3 separate regions of the Mus musculus genome follow, and regions 2 and 3 are each linked to region 1. Evidence: chromatin contacts called from public HiChIP or PLAC-seq and promoter capture Hi-C data. All regions are on one chromosome and are shown on one strand. Each heading gives the region's core, a stretch centred on a gene start, on an enhancer-like site or on the middle of the called end of the contact. The rest is flanking DNA. Distances are from core to core; before and after follow the strand shown.

What was found. Promoter capture Hi-C pulls out the DNA fragments that hold promoters and counts their contacts. HiChIP or PLAC-seq counts read pairs in DNA pulled down with a chosen protein or histone mark.
Region 2: a contact with region 1 is called in an HNF4G HiChIP or PLAC-seq map of pancreatic cancer cells. The contact joins the promoter of Gtpbp6 here to the promoter of P2rx2 in region 1. A contact is called at or near these places in 1 of 484 Hi-C or Micro-C datasets (embryonic stem cells), 1 of 115 datasets of contacts at active chromatin or transcription factors (pancreatic cancer cells) and 1 of 9 other capture datasets (adipose tissue).
Region 3: a contact with region 1 is called in a promoter capture Hi-C map of embryonic stem cells, with 6 times the contacts expected there. The contact joins the promoter of Galnt9 here to the promoter of P2rx2 in region 1. A contact is called at or near these places in 10 of 39 promoter capture datasets (the HPC-7 cell line, cranial neural crest, embryonic stem cells and 4 more), 1 of 15 datasets of contacts at CTCF or cohesin (embryonic stem cells), 6 of 484 Hi-C or Micro-C datasets (cortical neurons and embryonic stem cells), 9 of 115 datasets of contacts at active chromatin or transcription factors (astrocytes, double positive thymocytes and embryonic stem cells) and 3 of 9 other capture datasets (adipose tissue, embryonic stem cells and liver).

Annotation. Positions count from the first base shown.
Region 1 is chr5:110,340,809-110,345,888 of GRCm38.p6, forward strand. It overlaps P2rx2 (purinergic receptor P2X, ligand-gated ion channel, 2), which reads right to left and starts at 2,227. Exons shown (of 11, transcript NM_153400.4): 1 at 1,972-2,227; 2 at 1,692-1,827; 3 at 1,525-1,596; 4 at 1,370-1,445; 5 at 1,197-1,293; 6 at 966-1,046; 7 at 743-881; 8 at 293-423; 9 at 48-141. The coding sequence starts at 2,147. It overlaps Lrcol1 (leucine rich colipase-like 1), which reads left to right and starts at 3,922. Exons shown (of 6, transcript NM_001310709.1): 1 at 3,922-4,021.
Region 2 is chr5:110,106,042-110,111,121 of GRCm38.p6, forward strand. Gtpbp6 (GTP binding protein 6 (putative)) reads right to left here and starts at 2,156. Exons shown (of 10, transcript NM_145147.5): 1 at 1,815-2,156; 2 at 1,019-1,156; 3 at 829-899; 4 at 612-742; 5 at 225-295. The coding sequence starts at 2,130. It overlaps Zfp605 (zinc finger protein 605), which reads left to right and starts at 4,051. Exons shown (of 5, transcript NM_001163996.1): 1 at 4,051-4,276.
Region 3 is chr5:110,542,153-110,547,232 of GRCm38.p6, forward strand. Galnt9 (polypeptide N-acetylgalactosaminyltransferase 9) reads left to right here and starts at 2,203. Exons shown (of 11, transcript NM_198306.3): 1 at 2,203-2,790. The coding sequence starts at 2,550.

The DNA of each region.
Region 1 (5,080 bases), core at 977-3,476:
GAGCTAGCCCAGCACAGGCCTAGGTGGAACCCTTCAGCCGTGCGTACCTGTCCATGCACAATAACGTCAATTCGAATCCCATAGGCTTTGATGAGAGTTCGAGTGGTGGTGGTGCCGTTTATCTTGTAATATTTGGCAAACCTAGGGTCGAGGGAACCAAAGTAATGTCAAAGCTGTCAGTCTGAGGACTGTGGCACTCGAACACACCCATCTTCCTCTCTTTAGGACTTCTTCTGGTGGGACTATAGTCAACACAGCCACCACTGTCTGTCATGGATCCAGAACAAGGTACCTGAAGTTGTAGCCTGAAGAGGCAGGGTCATACTTGGGGTCGAGCCTCCGGAAAGAATATTTGGGGTTGCACTCTGATTCAGACAAGTCCAGGTCACAGTTCCAGTTGATGATGACCCCAATGACACCGCCCTGCAGAGAAGTGAGCCAAGGAGGGCTGAAGAACATAAAGCAGAAAAACCTCAAGGAATAGGGTTCAGCTCAGAGCCAAAGGTCCAGAGAGCTAGTCATTTCTGGTTTTGGAGGCAGTGAGGTACTAGCACCAGTCATGGGACCAGGTGTCAATAATTGAGCGGGTGCCTGCACAGACCGTGATCACATTTCTCCCCTCTGCCTAAACACAGCTAAAGCTAACCAAGACAAAGAAGGTACATCTAGATGCAGTAAAACCCTTCCTAGGCAGCAAATGCTGACACCCAGCTTCTCTGTCCCCATGCCCTCTGATCCTTACCTTGTGTGCCAGTTCTGTGAAGTTCTCTCCTGCTTGCTCTACAATGAAGCCCAGCCTGAAGATGGGACAGTATGGATCAGAGTCCTGATCAAACGTGCAGTGCTTCAGGTAGTCACTCTTCTGGCTTGCAATGTTGCCCCTAAGGAGAAGCAGAAAACAAACACCTGCTCCCAGCACATGCCTACATACTGGTCGGGCATTTGCAATTACTCCTCAGACTCACTTGGAGAACTTGAACTTGGGATAGTGGATGCTGTTCTTGATGAGGATGGTGAAATTTGGGGCCATTTTACCCAGAAAATGGCTGCAAAGTTACAGACAGTGGTTTAGTCTCCTTTCCCCCAAATCCCAAGGGCAGGAAGGAGGACATGGTCTCCCTCCTCCTCCCAGTTAATCTGATCTTCATCAGTAAGGAGAAAGGAGACTGCCGATGGGGTCTGTAGATCCTGCATACTTTTCAGAAGTCCCATCCTCCACCGGGCACCAGGCTGACACCTCGCAGGTCTTGGAGTCCCCATGGTAATAGGGTACACAGCGTCCTGTCCGAATCCCTACAGGACACACACTGGTTAATCTACTGAGGTCAGGCTAACCCTGCCTTCCCCACTGTCCCTGATGCACACTGACCATTGCCCTGCATGTCCAGCTGTCCGGCCACACAGTCGTCATCTAAATGGCAGGTAGAGCTGTGAACCCTCATGCTCTAGGGTGGAGATTGTAGGTTAGAGGGTAGACTCTGCAACTGGCCTAGGTTTTCCCAGACCACCCTTGACCGGCCTCACCTCTGGGCATGTTCCCAGGGTCTGGGAAGGAGTAACCTCGATCCTGGTGATGATGCTGACTACACTGCCCCCCTGGGTGCAGAAATAAAGGCGCGGTGGGCCTGTCAGCTCACTCAGACGGGTCACACCGCGGAGGAGCATCGGGCCTGGGGCAGGAAGCGCCGCACCTCCGGGGGCTTTACGTATTCCTCCACGTCCCACACTTTGTGTTCCGACATGGTGATCCCCTTGACTTTGGTGATGATGGAGCTCTCCGGACCGGTTTCGCTATCCTGGTAGCTTTTCTGCACGATGAAGACGTACCTGTGGGATAGGGCGGTGCCGGCTCCGGAGGCAACCCTGGAGAGACCAGGATATCCCTCTCCTAAAGCCCTAAGGGCGCCCGCACAAGCCCAGGGCTGAGTATCCCCTCCCGCCCGATTGCCCACTGTGCCCCGGCCGGCGCACCACACGAAGTAAAGCAGAATGAGCAGCTGCACCATGCGGTGCACGAATCCCAGGCGCCGATTCCGCACCACGATCACCTTGGGCGTCTCGTAGTCCCAGAACGCGGACCAGCAGCCCCGGGCCAAGCGCCGGACCATGGCCGCCCCCGCGGGAAGCCGGGGCTGTGCAGCGGCCATGGCCCAAGGAGCTCGGTCCACAAGAGCTGCTGGAGCGCCTCACACTCTCGGCCTCTCGTGGGCAGGCTGGGGGTGTGGCCTCGCTCCCCGCCCTTTGTGACAGTAGCAATCTAGTCCCTTTCCAGTCTTACTGAAGACTGCAGGTGCGGCGGGGTGCGGCTCAGAGTGCAGCCTGGTGGTGCAGTTGGTGGATCACAACTCCAGTTTGGTGACAAGAAGAGCGGAGAGGCCAGGCCAGCCCGGAGAGCCCCGGGAGGAGCCCAAGAGAAGCTCCACACTGGGCGCTTTCCTCATCACTCAGAGGATCAGGGGCTGACGGCAGGCACCCCAGGTTTCTCATAGCAGACACACAAGGGCGCAGCCCCAACCCTCATTTCTCCAAGGAACTGCCCAGCATTGGGATGTTAATTCCGCTTCCCCCTCCAACCCCCCCACACCCCTTGCAAACCGAAATTGTTTGCTGGTAACTGATCAGGTCTCTCCTGCGCCCAGGTTATTTGAAGCAAATACCAAACATCTTAATATGTCTCAGCGAGATGATTTTAAGCTGTCTTTTATGGAAATAAAATGCATTTAGCGTATGAACAACCCAATGAGTGTAGTACATGCTGCTGTACGTTGTGCAGTCCCCTTCATTGGACAACACAAAACCCGTTCTCCCACCTCAGAACAAACCCCTGTCCATAAAGCCGCCATTCCTGTTCCCACAGTAGTCTTCATGTCTCAAAAAGGTTTTTATTTGAAATACGATACCTACGTCTGGCTTTATCGTGTTTTCAAGATCCACCCACATCTTTGCTAATACTTCAAAGTAAGACCAGAGCAAATCCATCCTTGGCAAACCTGGACATCTCTTTGCTGTTGCTAATAGTACAGCTAAATTGCATATTTGAACTGTTTGATTAAATCTGACCAGTGCCTAGGGAGCAACGGCAATCTAATTTAGAACAACTGAATGCATAATTTTAGGGAATATTTTGTAACAAAAGACTGGGTCTTGGCCCATCTCAGACGCCAGTTGTCCAGATCCCTTCCAGACAGGACCTCCCCACCCGAAATCACCAAGCTGATCACATCCTTCCTGTTTTCCACCAAGGACCTTCATGGATCCTGGTGCCATTCTTTGTGAGTCCTTCTTTCTTAGAAAAGTCCTGCTTTAATTTGCCTGAGGCTGAGCATGCTTATACAAAACCAGTAATCCCACCACTTGAGAGGTGGAGACAGGAGGATTGTAAGTAGTCAGTCCTAGTCAATCATTAAAGAGCTAACAAGGAGAGCTGCTGGAGCTAGGTGGTGGAACACTTGTCTAGTACTTGTGAGGCCCTGGGTTAAGTCTCCACGCCCCCCACCCAGGGGCAAAAATCTCAAGTGAACGAACAGCCCACACACTATAGAACAGACAGAAGGATTGATAAATGAGAACAAACTGAGACTATTATCAGGGGGCAGAGTCAGCACCAGACATGAGCACCTGACTTAGGAGTGGAGAAAGGGAACTCTGGGTGCCTAAGGAGTTGTGGTCCTAGGGCGGGGTGGGGGGTGGGGAGGACAGTGGGGAGGGGGCACAAAGAGTGGGTGTCCTACACTGCTGGGTAGGGGTTTGTTTGGCTATTGGTAGCTGGTCTTGATTTGGAACAGAAGCAAAAAGCAGGAAAGCAGGTAAAGTATGGTGGGAGGCCATGTCCACGGAATCTCTACATTCTGTGCAGAGGGCGGGGCAGGAAGTGGAGTGGAGTTGAGTTACTGCTCAGAGACTTGAGGCCAAGTACCCTTGGCTAACCTGTAACCCTCTACTTCAAGGCTGACGTCTGCTTGGAAACTGCAGTTTGGCTGCTCTCGCTGCACAGAGGAGCAAGTGGACCTGAGGCAAGGAGGTAGGGCCACTGGGAACTCAGCAGTTCCAAAAACTACCTTTCTACTCCCAGGAATAACTCAGATTGTTCCTGTCCTGTGGTACCTGGCAGGAAACAGGAGAAAGATAGTCTAGTTTCTGGGTCTACCCAGCGGTTGCAATCATCCCTCTTTCCCCTCAAAACAGAGTGAAAAGTTCATTGTAAAATGGCTTCTTCTGAGACGGTGCACACCCTGGAAAACTCCTGCTTTGTACAATATGAAATAACTTAGAGAAGGGTGTAGCCTGATCTCAATAGCCCTCCGTGCCCAACAGAGCACATCTTCCCATTAAACAGTGCCTTTCTAGGCCCTGACACCACTCTTCCATCTGTCTCCGTGGACCTGATGATTCCCAGGCCCTTATGTAAGTGGCGTTCAACAGTATTTGGCCTTTTGTGACTAGCTGATTTATTTAACACGGTGCGCTCAGGGCTTTCCTGTGCAGTAGTCCTTTATGAACAGTGGTGATCTGTGACCCTTTTATACTGGGCTTCTCATGGGCAATAGCAGAGTGCTCTTGGGCTGTGTGAGGTATATCCTGTCCAACTTGGAAACAGGACCTTGTCAGGACTTAAAGGGAAGGTTGCGGCTTAAAAACAAAAATCGCTTCCTGGTTTCAAACACAAGAAGAACACGGCAAGTTTGAAATTCAAAAGCGTTCAGGTTGTGGCTCAATTGATGACATATGAAGCCTATTTAGCTATATGGAAAGAACACTGGCTGAGTTTGTACAATAGCTGTGGATCTGCTCCTTTGACTGGGACAGTGCTATGTGCCCTTGAGTTCCTGGTGGCAAGGGGCATCTAGGACCTTTGACTTGCTGTGAAGGAAACAAGAGTAGATTCTTTCCACCCTTAGCAATCGGTCCCATTCCTGCGGCTGGTACAGTCAACCACAGGCAGTGACTGGGAAAAGGAGAAGAAGGAGGTCCGTGGTCAGCATGGGGAACTCAGGGTGTCTCCCATTACCAATGAGAAGTACAATTGGTCTTGAATTGGAAAAGTAAATAAAAGCCAGGGGAGCTGAGGACAGAGAACTGG
Region 2 (5,080 bases), core at 906-3,405, 230 kb before region 1:
ACACAATGAACTCCGGGATCAGGAGAGGTCATGAAGTGAGCACAAGGGGGCCATGTAAAGGTCAGGGGTCATGTGAACTCTCCATACCTTGCAGTCCCTCCTGCTGTGATCCCAGGGCTCAGTCATTACATTAGACCCCAGTCACAGCCCCGCATCACAGGCCTGTGTTCCCCTCCATGTCCCCCTTCTCCCCAATATCCCCTCTACACACCTCTGGCCCTTACCTGACCCCATGATGTACCGGGAGCCCCAGCCTTGCTGGTCTTGCTGCCCAGAGTCGGTATTCACAGAGGACCTGGAGGGAGGCAGGTAGGTAGCGCATGAGGGGAGGGGAGGACACAGGGAGCACCCCTGTCACAGCGTCCAAGGATATGTGCAGAGGACATGCGGGGAGGAACTGCGGAGAGCACCACCTGCCACCTGTTGCAGCATCTACAGTCACGCGAGAGGATACGCAAGGAGGACATGTAGGGAGGACATACGGAGAGTACCCAAGGACATGTGAAGAGAACATGTGGGGAGCACTACATGCTGCATCACCCACAGACTCCCTGAGAGGGCAGGTGGTAAAAACACGAGGGGAGGACATGCGGGGAACATCACCCGCGAACCTGAGGAGCGGGATCTCTGCCAGCGCCAGCTGCATCCGGGCCTCCCTCGTGCGTGCGTTACAACGGAAGATATGCAGAACTAGGGTGAATCTGTCGAACACACGCAAACCCCAAGCGGACTCCAGCTCCTTCTGAGGAGATGGGGGCCACGCAGGGATCAGTCAGGGGTCACATGGTGTCATGGGTCATGTGAGGATCAGGGGGGACACAAGGGAACCTTGGTCGGTGGCGCCATCCTCTCCACGTTCAGGAACACGGACGTGATGTCCTGGCATCCCTTGATCTTTTCTGGAGCACAGGGAGTGGCCCGTCATGGGGTTAGGAGGAGGACGGGAGGCAGTCTGACCCATCCTACACCAGCGCAGGTGAGGCGCATGCCCAGCGGCCAAAGGTGAGGTACCGCTCACCTGTCACGTCCTGAAAGTTGCCCTTGCCGAACACCAGCCTGCTGCCAGGCGCTGCGCTGGGCACCACCAGGGTACTCGCGACCGACCATCCTGGAAGTGCGCGCACCAGGGCGGCCGCCTCTGCCACCTGCCACTCCGCTGTGAGGACACAAGGGTCCATCCAGTCAAGGGCCGAGCGGGAAGACCTCGGACCACGGCGGTGGACAGGGTTAGCTCTGGGATGAAACCGCGCCCGCGCAGAGTCCGCATCCCCCGCCCACACCATGTCCCCACCCTGCAGCTCACATCACAACCCTAAGAAGCTCGCCAGGCCATGATCCAAAGCTCTACCAGGGAAAGGCAGAACCTCTAGGACTCGCCCCCAGCGCCCAATGTTCCCCCCCCCCAGACTCCGCCTACAAATTTAGGATAGTCCCGCCCCAAGGTCCCACCCGGAGCACGCGCAGCCTCACCCATCGGGCAGGCCCAGGTACCATCACATGCTCAGCCAGATCACGCCCCCAGCACGCAAGCTCGCCAGACTCCGACTCCACCAGGAGAGCAGCCACGAACCCAGCACATCCCAGACTATCCACACTCTCTACCGTACGCCCGATGTCCATCATAGTACCCTGCCCCCAGTGCTCCTCCCTCGGCTTCTCCTTCCTTTCTCGTGACTCCGCCCCTTCCAGAACTAGGCGTCACCGCCGCCCCAATTCCCCGTGGCCTTCCTGTATAGCACTAGTAAGTTTCGGCCTTCAGGTCCTCGCCCCTTCCGGCTTCCCTGCTCAATCCCCACTCTCGCCCTACCCGATACCTGTGCTTCGAGGCTTTTTTCCGGCCGGGCGTTTGACGTCAGGATGCAGGACGCAAACGCGCTGTGTATCCAAGGGCAGGAGGGGTGGGGCGCGGAGCAGCTCATCCTCCTCTTCCTCTTCGTCCTCACGGGGGTCCTCCTCGCCCCCACCACGGACGGGACCGCCCCCCGCCCACGCGCTCCCCCAGACCCGGCTCCCGGCGTGGACAGTGCGGACGGGACTTGGCAGGGTCACCGCGGGGCTCCGAACGAGTTGTACGCGGCGCACACGCGGGAGCCAGAACCCCGGGAGCACGGCGGCGCGCAGAAAAAGCATGGCGCGTGCGCGCGCAGCGAGAGACTGCGGGGGCGGGGGAGGGAGAGCAGGGAGGGACGGGAAGAACAACAGGGCGCATGTGCGTGCCGCGAAGGGTGGCTCTGGGAGGATCGAGAGCAGATCGCTTACCCGCAGCGAAAAACTTGGATAGGGGCGGGGTCAGGGAGAAAGGACAGCAAGGCGCATGCGGCGAGGGGCGGGGCCGAAAGGACAATGCCTCTAAAACAAAACAAATAAAAATAAGCCTAGTGGTGGAAGATCTGAATAGAGTTAGTGTAGGCACAGCAATTTCAAAAGGAACAACACAGGACTCAATAGAACTCAGGGTTTGGCCTATGACAACTTTTATGAAGACAATAAAGTTAGGTATAAAGGACATAGGCTATTGAAATAATCTAGCACTGAATGTTAAAATAGAATTCAAATAAGTTATAAAATGTGTTAGCTTTTATGCTTAGTTATAAGAAATTACAAATATTCATGTTTCTGTTGAAACTTACTTGGGCCACAGGAAACTCTCCTCAACACAGAGGAAGATGGAGTCACAGATGGTAGGCTAGAGGATGTTCAGTACCAAGAACTAGAAGGAACTAAATGGAATATATCTGTGACCTGGGATAGCTGCGCGCTCTCTCTCTCTCTCTCTCTCTCTCTCTCTCTCTCTCCTGTGTATCTTTTTTTCAAGTCATTTATATATTTTCTGGAGTGGAGTTGTGGGGACATATTCATATAAAGTAGGAACAAATCAAGCCTTGGGATGTGTGCTGCTGACAATCCATTTAGCTTACTTGCCTGAAGCAGGGAACTAGGGGATACAAAACAAACAAACAAAACAAAACAAAACCCAAGCTGGAGATGTCTCTCAGACTAGTAAAGAGACTGGCTGCTCCACTGAACATAGTCATGATTAAAATAGTTCAAGATGTCACAGCACTGGTTGCTTCTCCAGAGGACTGGGGTTCAGTTCCTAGCACTCACATATTTGGCTCTTCATGAGTATCTTCCTGGATGCAGACAGTAGTGCTGAAATGTCTAATTTGGGTATAGAAGCCAAGAACATCAAGAGATATTTAAAAGTTAATGAATTCTTCCTTTAAATTATCTGCTTTGGGTGACAGAAAGATGGCTCAGGGGTGCGTTTCCAGAGGACACAAGTTTAATTCCCACCACCCACATAAGAGCTCACAACAGTCTTAGGAGGATCAACACCCTCCTGGCCTCTGTAAGCATGCACACAGTGCACAAGCATATAAGGCACAACACTAATATACATGAAATAAACAAATACATTTTAAAATAAAAAAGAGTTTTAAGAAATAAAATAGGACTGGAGAGATGACTCAGTGGTTAAGAGCACTGTCTGCTCTTCCAGAGGTCCTGAGTTCAAATCCCAGCAACCACATGGTGGCTCACAACCATTTGTAATGTGATCTGATGCCCTCTTCTGGTGTGTCTAAAGACAGCGACAAGTGTACTCACATACATAAAATAAATGCATCTTTAAAAGAAGAAGAAGAGGAAGAAGAAGAAGAAGAAGAAGAAGAAGGAGGAGGAGAAGGAGAAGGAGAAGGAGAAGGAGAAGGAGAAGGAGAAGAAGAAGAAGAAGAAGAAGAAGAAGAAGAAGAAGAAGAAGAAGAAGAAGAAGTAGTAGTAGTAGTAGTAGTAGTAGTAGTAAAATGCTTCAGGCCAGTGAGACAATACAACGGTAAGGGCCGAAGAAGAAGAAGTAGTAGTAGTAGTAAAATACTTCAGGCCAGTGAGACAATACAACGGTAAGGGCCCTTGCTGATGACATCGTCTTAAGGGAACATGAAGGCTGGGGGTGGGGGGTGGAGGGGTGGGTCCGGAAGTGAAGCCCATCCTTCAGTCCCAGGCACATTTGCCCCAGTGGATCTCTGGGAAATGTAGTTCTACATCGACACTTCCTCTACTGGGCCACACCGACTCTGCAGCTGTTAGGTCTGCAGTAAGCCCTAGTGAAGCTAGTGACAGATGACGTGATCCTGTAGAGAGCTAAGTCTGTATCCAATCTGGTCTTTGGCAAACTCAAAGAGCGTTTAGGCTCTGCCTGGAGCAGGTGCGGAGCCATTGGAGAGGGGAATTGCGCATGCGCAGAATGGCGGTCCCGGTTTTGGTAAGGATTAAGGTGAGGCGGGCCCTGAGCACTCTTGAGGGATTGTGTCCAACAGCCTGGTAGGAGGTTGGGGCAAGAAGAGGTGGCTGAAGGAGGGAGTGCAGGAGGAGGGTGGGAGAAGGTGACGGTGCCATTACTGATGCTGCACCCTGTCAGGGACAATAAGGCACGCGGATTAGATGATGGAACATCCGAACACAGAACATTCTGGCCTGTGAGAACAGGTGTCAATGCCAGGTAAATGAAGAACTAGTGGGATTCCCCAGACAAGTCTTGTGGGGCGGGAAGGGGTTGCTTTGTATGTTTGTAAACCAGTGAGTCCCGGACGGCATGTATGTGTGCTCTTTTTGTTGGTGAAGACAGTAATCATCAGTCATTCGGGTGCCATAAGGACCCTGTCTTCCTGAGAAACAGCAGAAATGATTAAATCTTTCACCTTTTGGATTCTAGGAGAGGCTCACTGTCAAGACTTATCGTCTAAGTACAATAGTGCTTAGATCTGACTGTACTTTGTTAGCAATGGCAAACCTGAAAGTGGCCCTCTCCATTTTTATGCTTGCCTCAGAAACCCACCTATCAGTCCCAATAAAAATGTTTTTAAACAAACTGGTTAAGTTTCTTTTCTTCCTTCAGTTTCTTGACTCTTGTGCTGTATACAAACTCCCCCTAAGCAGAGAGATATTCCTATTTACTTTCCATCACATACTTTTTTTAAGAAAAGATTTACTTATTTTTATGTATATGAGTACACTGTGGCTGTACAGATGGTTGTGAGCCTTCATGTGGTTGCTGGGAATTGAACTCGGGACCTCTGCT
Region 3 (5,080 bases), core at 953-3,452, 200 kb after region 1:
ATTAGGGAAGTTAATGAATACACACGGATATGAAGACATTAGTTCAGGAACTCATCTATGTAGATGCCAAAACCCGAAGTAGTTAGAAAATAGAAAAGGTTGGTCAAGATTCAACCAGATTTAGTGCCAGTGGAATAAATTTTATTATGGCAGTGATTGTTCGGGACAGAAATAAAGATATTGTCCTTGTAGATTTGGATAAAAGCTTGTGGTAGGTGTTTAAGACACAGTGCCAACCACAATGATCACAGAGATGTGCTTAATTATGAGCCTGTAAGTTTAAATATCTGCCTGGGGAAAATAAAGCATACGAGAGAGAAACTTACAGAGAAAACTGCAGAGAATTTTGATCTGGTTTCTTGGAACATGTTTGAGGAAATAAAATTGAAACTGTATGTTTTATGACTTTGAAATGAAATAAATACAGAGAAGCTTGAGGTATCCAGAGCCTTCTGTACAACAAGCTTGTGGTCACCTTCATTGTGCCAACACCACATCTACGTCCCTGGGGATTTAAAATCTGCAGGCGTTAGACTCCGGCAATTTCTTTTTTCTTCTTTCTTTTTAATTTTTAGAGACAGGGTTTCTCTGTGTAGCTCTAGCTGTTCAGGAACCCACTCTGTAGACCCGAGTGGCCTTAAACTCATGATTTCTCCTGCCTCTGCCTCCTTCAGCAAATCCTACCTGTGTGTGTCACTACACAGGCCACATTTTCTTTGACAGGAAGGAGAGACTTAGAAAAGAAGCAGTGTGGCTTTTATTCCCGCTGCTTCCACTGAGAAGTTGGATGTCTCTAAGCTACACAGAACACATTGGCTTGTGGAGAAGACAGTGTGGAAAAGAATGCCTGAACCAAGAGCCAAAGCCTCTACCCATTCCCCCGAATGTGAACAGATATGACATGGACATACACACACACACATATATACATAGAAACTGCACACTGTGAACATACAAACACACACATGTATCACATACACATAGCACACGTGGATAATCACAAGGACACAGCACATGTATGCATATATATGCACCCACATGCAGACACATCACATACTACTCATGTGCTTGTACATTATGAAGACATCCCACGTATATGCACACACATATACAACATGTAGAGACATATCAGACACACTTTGTACATGTGCACATTCATATACAAAGGAAAGTTACGAACGCAGAAACACATGTGTAACACAGACACAAGCACATATCCATGAACACATATGCAAACACATGGGCACATACACAGTGAACGCATAAACGTGCATGCTTATACATGATATATGTGTGCGCACACACACGAGATACATGCATGCACAAATACTCATGCTGAACCAAGAGCTACAAAGTCCCACAGACCTTGTCCTTCTATGAGCAGAGCCCACCACAAAGTAAGCTCCTCGGAAATGCTCCATCATTTATTCATTCCACAAATATTTGCTAAGTACCAGCTACGTGTCAGAAACCATTTCAGGCACTGTAGATTCAGTGGTAGCCAGGTATAAAGGAGAAGCTCACAGTCTGTGTGATTCAGGCTCACAGCCCAGGCTGTGTGACTTCTGCCATCTCTCCTCTGATCCCAGCAGTCTCATCTACAACTGTTTGTTTGGGGCTAAATTAGAGATGGAGGGGCAGGTGTTTGTTGTTTTTCTTCTGGCTGAGCGTGCACCTGAACTCTGAGGACTTGGGACACCTGGTCAAGATTTGTGTTTCCTTTATTTGTTTGGCCTGATGCTACAATAGGATCGCTCAATCTACAGCCTACTCTACTCTCCTTTCTTATCCTTTGGTCCCAGAAGAGGGCAACCAATCAGGTTAGGTTTGACAAGGAGCGGTGGGCAGGCAAATCTAGGTGGCTCTGACTCATTACTGCACAAAGGCACCTCACCACACCCCAGCGTGCACCCCACAGCACAGTCCTGACCGGCGTTCCCTAAGGCTTCGTGTTCCTAGGGGTCAAGTCTGGGTTTTGTCCCCTAAAATAAGCCCAGGCGCGGAGGGCGGTCTGAAGCTCGGAGTGGTGCCGCGCCCTGGGCCTCGCTCCACGTGGGCCTATCCTGGCCAGGGGTGGCGCGCGGGATCGGTTTGGGGCGGCGGGCGGGGCAGCGGGCGCCGCGTGCATGCTGATGAGCGCAGGCCGCGTCACTGCGCACCGGCGCCGTGGTTTCGGGGCGCGCAGGAGCGGGGCGCGCAGGAGCCGAGCGCACAGGAGCGGGGCGCGCAGGAGCGATCGGGGCGCGCAGGAGCGGGACGCAGCAGCTAAGGCCTCGCGCTGCCTCCCGGCCCAGGAAGCTCCCGGCGGGCGGGCCCTGCTGACTATGCGGGCGGCGCCCTGTACCCGCATCCCCGGACGGTTTCTGCGCGCTGAAGAAGGGCGGGTCGCGGCGGCCTGGCTCGTGGAGCCCGCGCGGTGGTGCTGAAAGAACAGCTCCCGCCCTTGCCCAGCCCATGGTCCCCACCGCGGCCGGCCGCTCCCAGGCTCCTGCGGCCCCGGGGCCCCGGGGATGCCCGGCGGGTGAGGCGGCCCCGTCCGAGCCGCGCTCATGGCGGTGGCCAGGAAGATCAAAACTTTGCTGACGGTCAACATCCTGGTGTTCGTGGGCATCATTCTCTTCTCGGTGTACTGCCGCCTGCAGGACCGTTCTGAGGCGCTGGTGCAGGTCGTGCGAGGCACCGACCGCCGGATGCGCAATCGGCTATCCAAGGCGAGTGCTCTGGCCGACCGTGAGGCCATCCTACAGCGCCTGGACCATCTGGAGGAGGTGGTCTACAACCAGCTGAATGGTGAGCCGCGGGATGGAGGGGAGGCAGGGTCCCGTGTTAGGACACTACTCTATCCAGGAGTGGCTGTCCACACCCATCCCACAATATCTTCCAGGGTCCCGAGTGGAAGCTACCCTGGGTCCTGTAGAGGAAATGCTGGAGGCCTTCATTGGCAGAGGGCGGCGGTAATAGAGCGACTGCATTATCTACTCATCCTGTGAACACTTGGGAACTGTCCCTTGCCTCCCGCATAATGCCTCCAAAGTTACTACCCAAGAGAACTCTAACTTCTCAAGGAAGAGCCTCTGAGGAGTTGGCAGAAGGGTAGTGAGGGGCTCAGGCAATACCTAGATCCACAGTGAGGGAGGTCCAGACCGTGCCTAGGTTCACATTCAGGAACCAGAGGTACCTTACAAAGCTGTGAGGGTGAAGGTGACACCGAGGTTCCCTGCAAGGACCCAGAGAGCCTTTCCAAGCTGTGGGTTTAGACCGGACTCACTCCTCTCCCTGGAGATACGGAAGGAGGGGGTGATTACTGCCCATCTAAAAGTGATTGATCCCATCTTCCTCTGCATGGCACAGTGCGTGTCTTGTCTATTACAGTGTGACCTCTGGCCTGGAGAGCCACCTTTCAAGGATGCTCAGGGCTCCTGCAGAAAGTTCTGTTGTGGGAGAAACGGAAGGCACCACTGGTGCTGTGTGGAGAGATGGAGTCAAGTGTCCAGCAGAACTGGGTAGGAGCGGAGTGTTCACGTGGACTGAGGTCAGGGTGCCTGGGAACCTCTGAGGCACCAAAGTTTCTGCTTCTGGTGACCTCTTTGCTTTTCTGTGAGGAAAAGAGGGAACTCAGCATCTTTGTCACAGCAGGTCACAGTGGATGGTTGTAGCTGTTGGGAATGGAATATTTTACATTTTGGGTGTAGGATGAATGCACCAGCTCTGTCCCCAAGGACAGCTTTGTTAGGCTTCAGGAAGGAGACAATTGGTGCATGCCTGCAGCTCCAGCAGGCTTCTGTTCTGCGAAACAGCCCCAGCAAACCTCTTTCTGCAAGTGCTAGGAACTGGCTTCACTAGGCAGTGACTAGGTTGGGTGGGCATCTTCATCAGGGCTCAGGTCAAAAGTTTTAAGGGTCACTGGGGTCTCCTGAGAGAACTGGGTTCCAGGCAAGTGCCATCTGGGTTCCAGGTGGCTCGGGTATCCTCAGATAACAACCCCCCCCCAGCAGCTCCTGGACCCCCTAGCCATCCTGACCAGCCCTGTGGCTTCTCCATCAGCCACTCAGCTGAAGGCTCAGAGGAAGAAAGTTGAGTTGGAGCAGTGGCTTGGCCTCGCCACCAAGTGTGATTCATCTTCTGGAAGACGCTGGGTCCCGTAATAGCACGGAGCTTTATTGAAGTGTATTTGCCAGGGTGTTATGGTCTGTTTTATGGGGCGAACCAGAGGATTATATAAAAACATTGGCACCGTTTGCGCTTGTGTAACATCACGCTGGCCGGCCAGCCTCATGTGCTGTTTCCTTCCCTAGTTCCCCAAGGACAAGAGGGGCCAGTATTTGGTGAAAGGAAAGCTGGGACCCTCGATCACCTTTCCTGACATTGAGACGGGCAGAATGAAGTTCTTCCCTCTGGCTTATCTCCTCCCTGCTCCCACGCTCCTGACAGCTTCTTGCTTCTCTTCTCCCATTCCCTCCTTTCGTCACCTTTCCTTTATAGTACCTTTTCCTCCACCCCTCACTAAATCCCTTCCCTTTTCTTTTCCTTCTCTGGGCTGAAACAGCCATGCCCTCCTCTCTGATTCATAAGCTTAGCAGACTCTAAACTCAGTTTGTCATTCAATATTTGTCCTAGGAAGGAAGCAACACATTGGTCTCAGGTGGGCTCCTTCGGGGAAAGCACAGACTATCCAGGGGCTGTCTGTTTAAGTGAAGTCATTTGAGATATCCTTACCCTACTCCAGACTTGGCCCAAGGCCTCTGACTGAGGGCATGGAGGAAAGCCACGAGAGCTTCCTGGAGGAAGCTGGCCGCTCTCCCTGGCACAGCTTGCTCTATTTTAGATCCTAGAGATTGTGGGCTTGATCCCCAAGGGTTTCTACTGATACTTATCTCAGCGGCATTAAAAAGTAAGAGGAAGCAATTGCTTACATCCCCTGGGCCCAGATTCTTCTTTTGAACTCTCTCTCTCCTGGCTGGGGAGACAATGAGAAGAGGGAATTCTGGGGAGGCAGGAGGCACAGGAGGGAGCTCTGGTGTAGGCAGTATGCCATTCTCCTTGGCTCCATGACCTTACCCTGGCAGAACATCCCAATGTG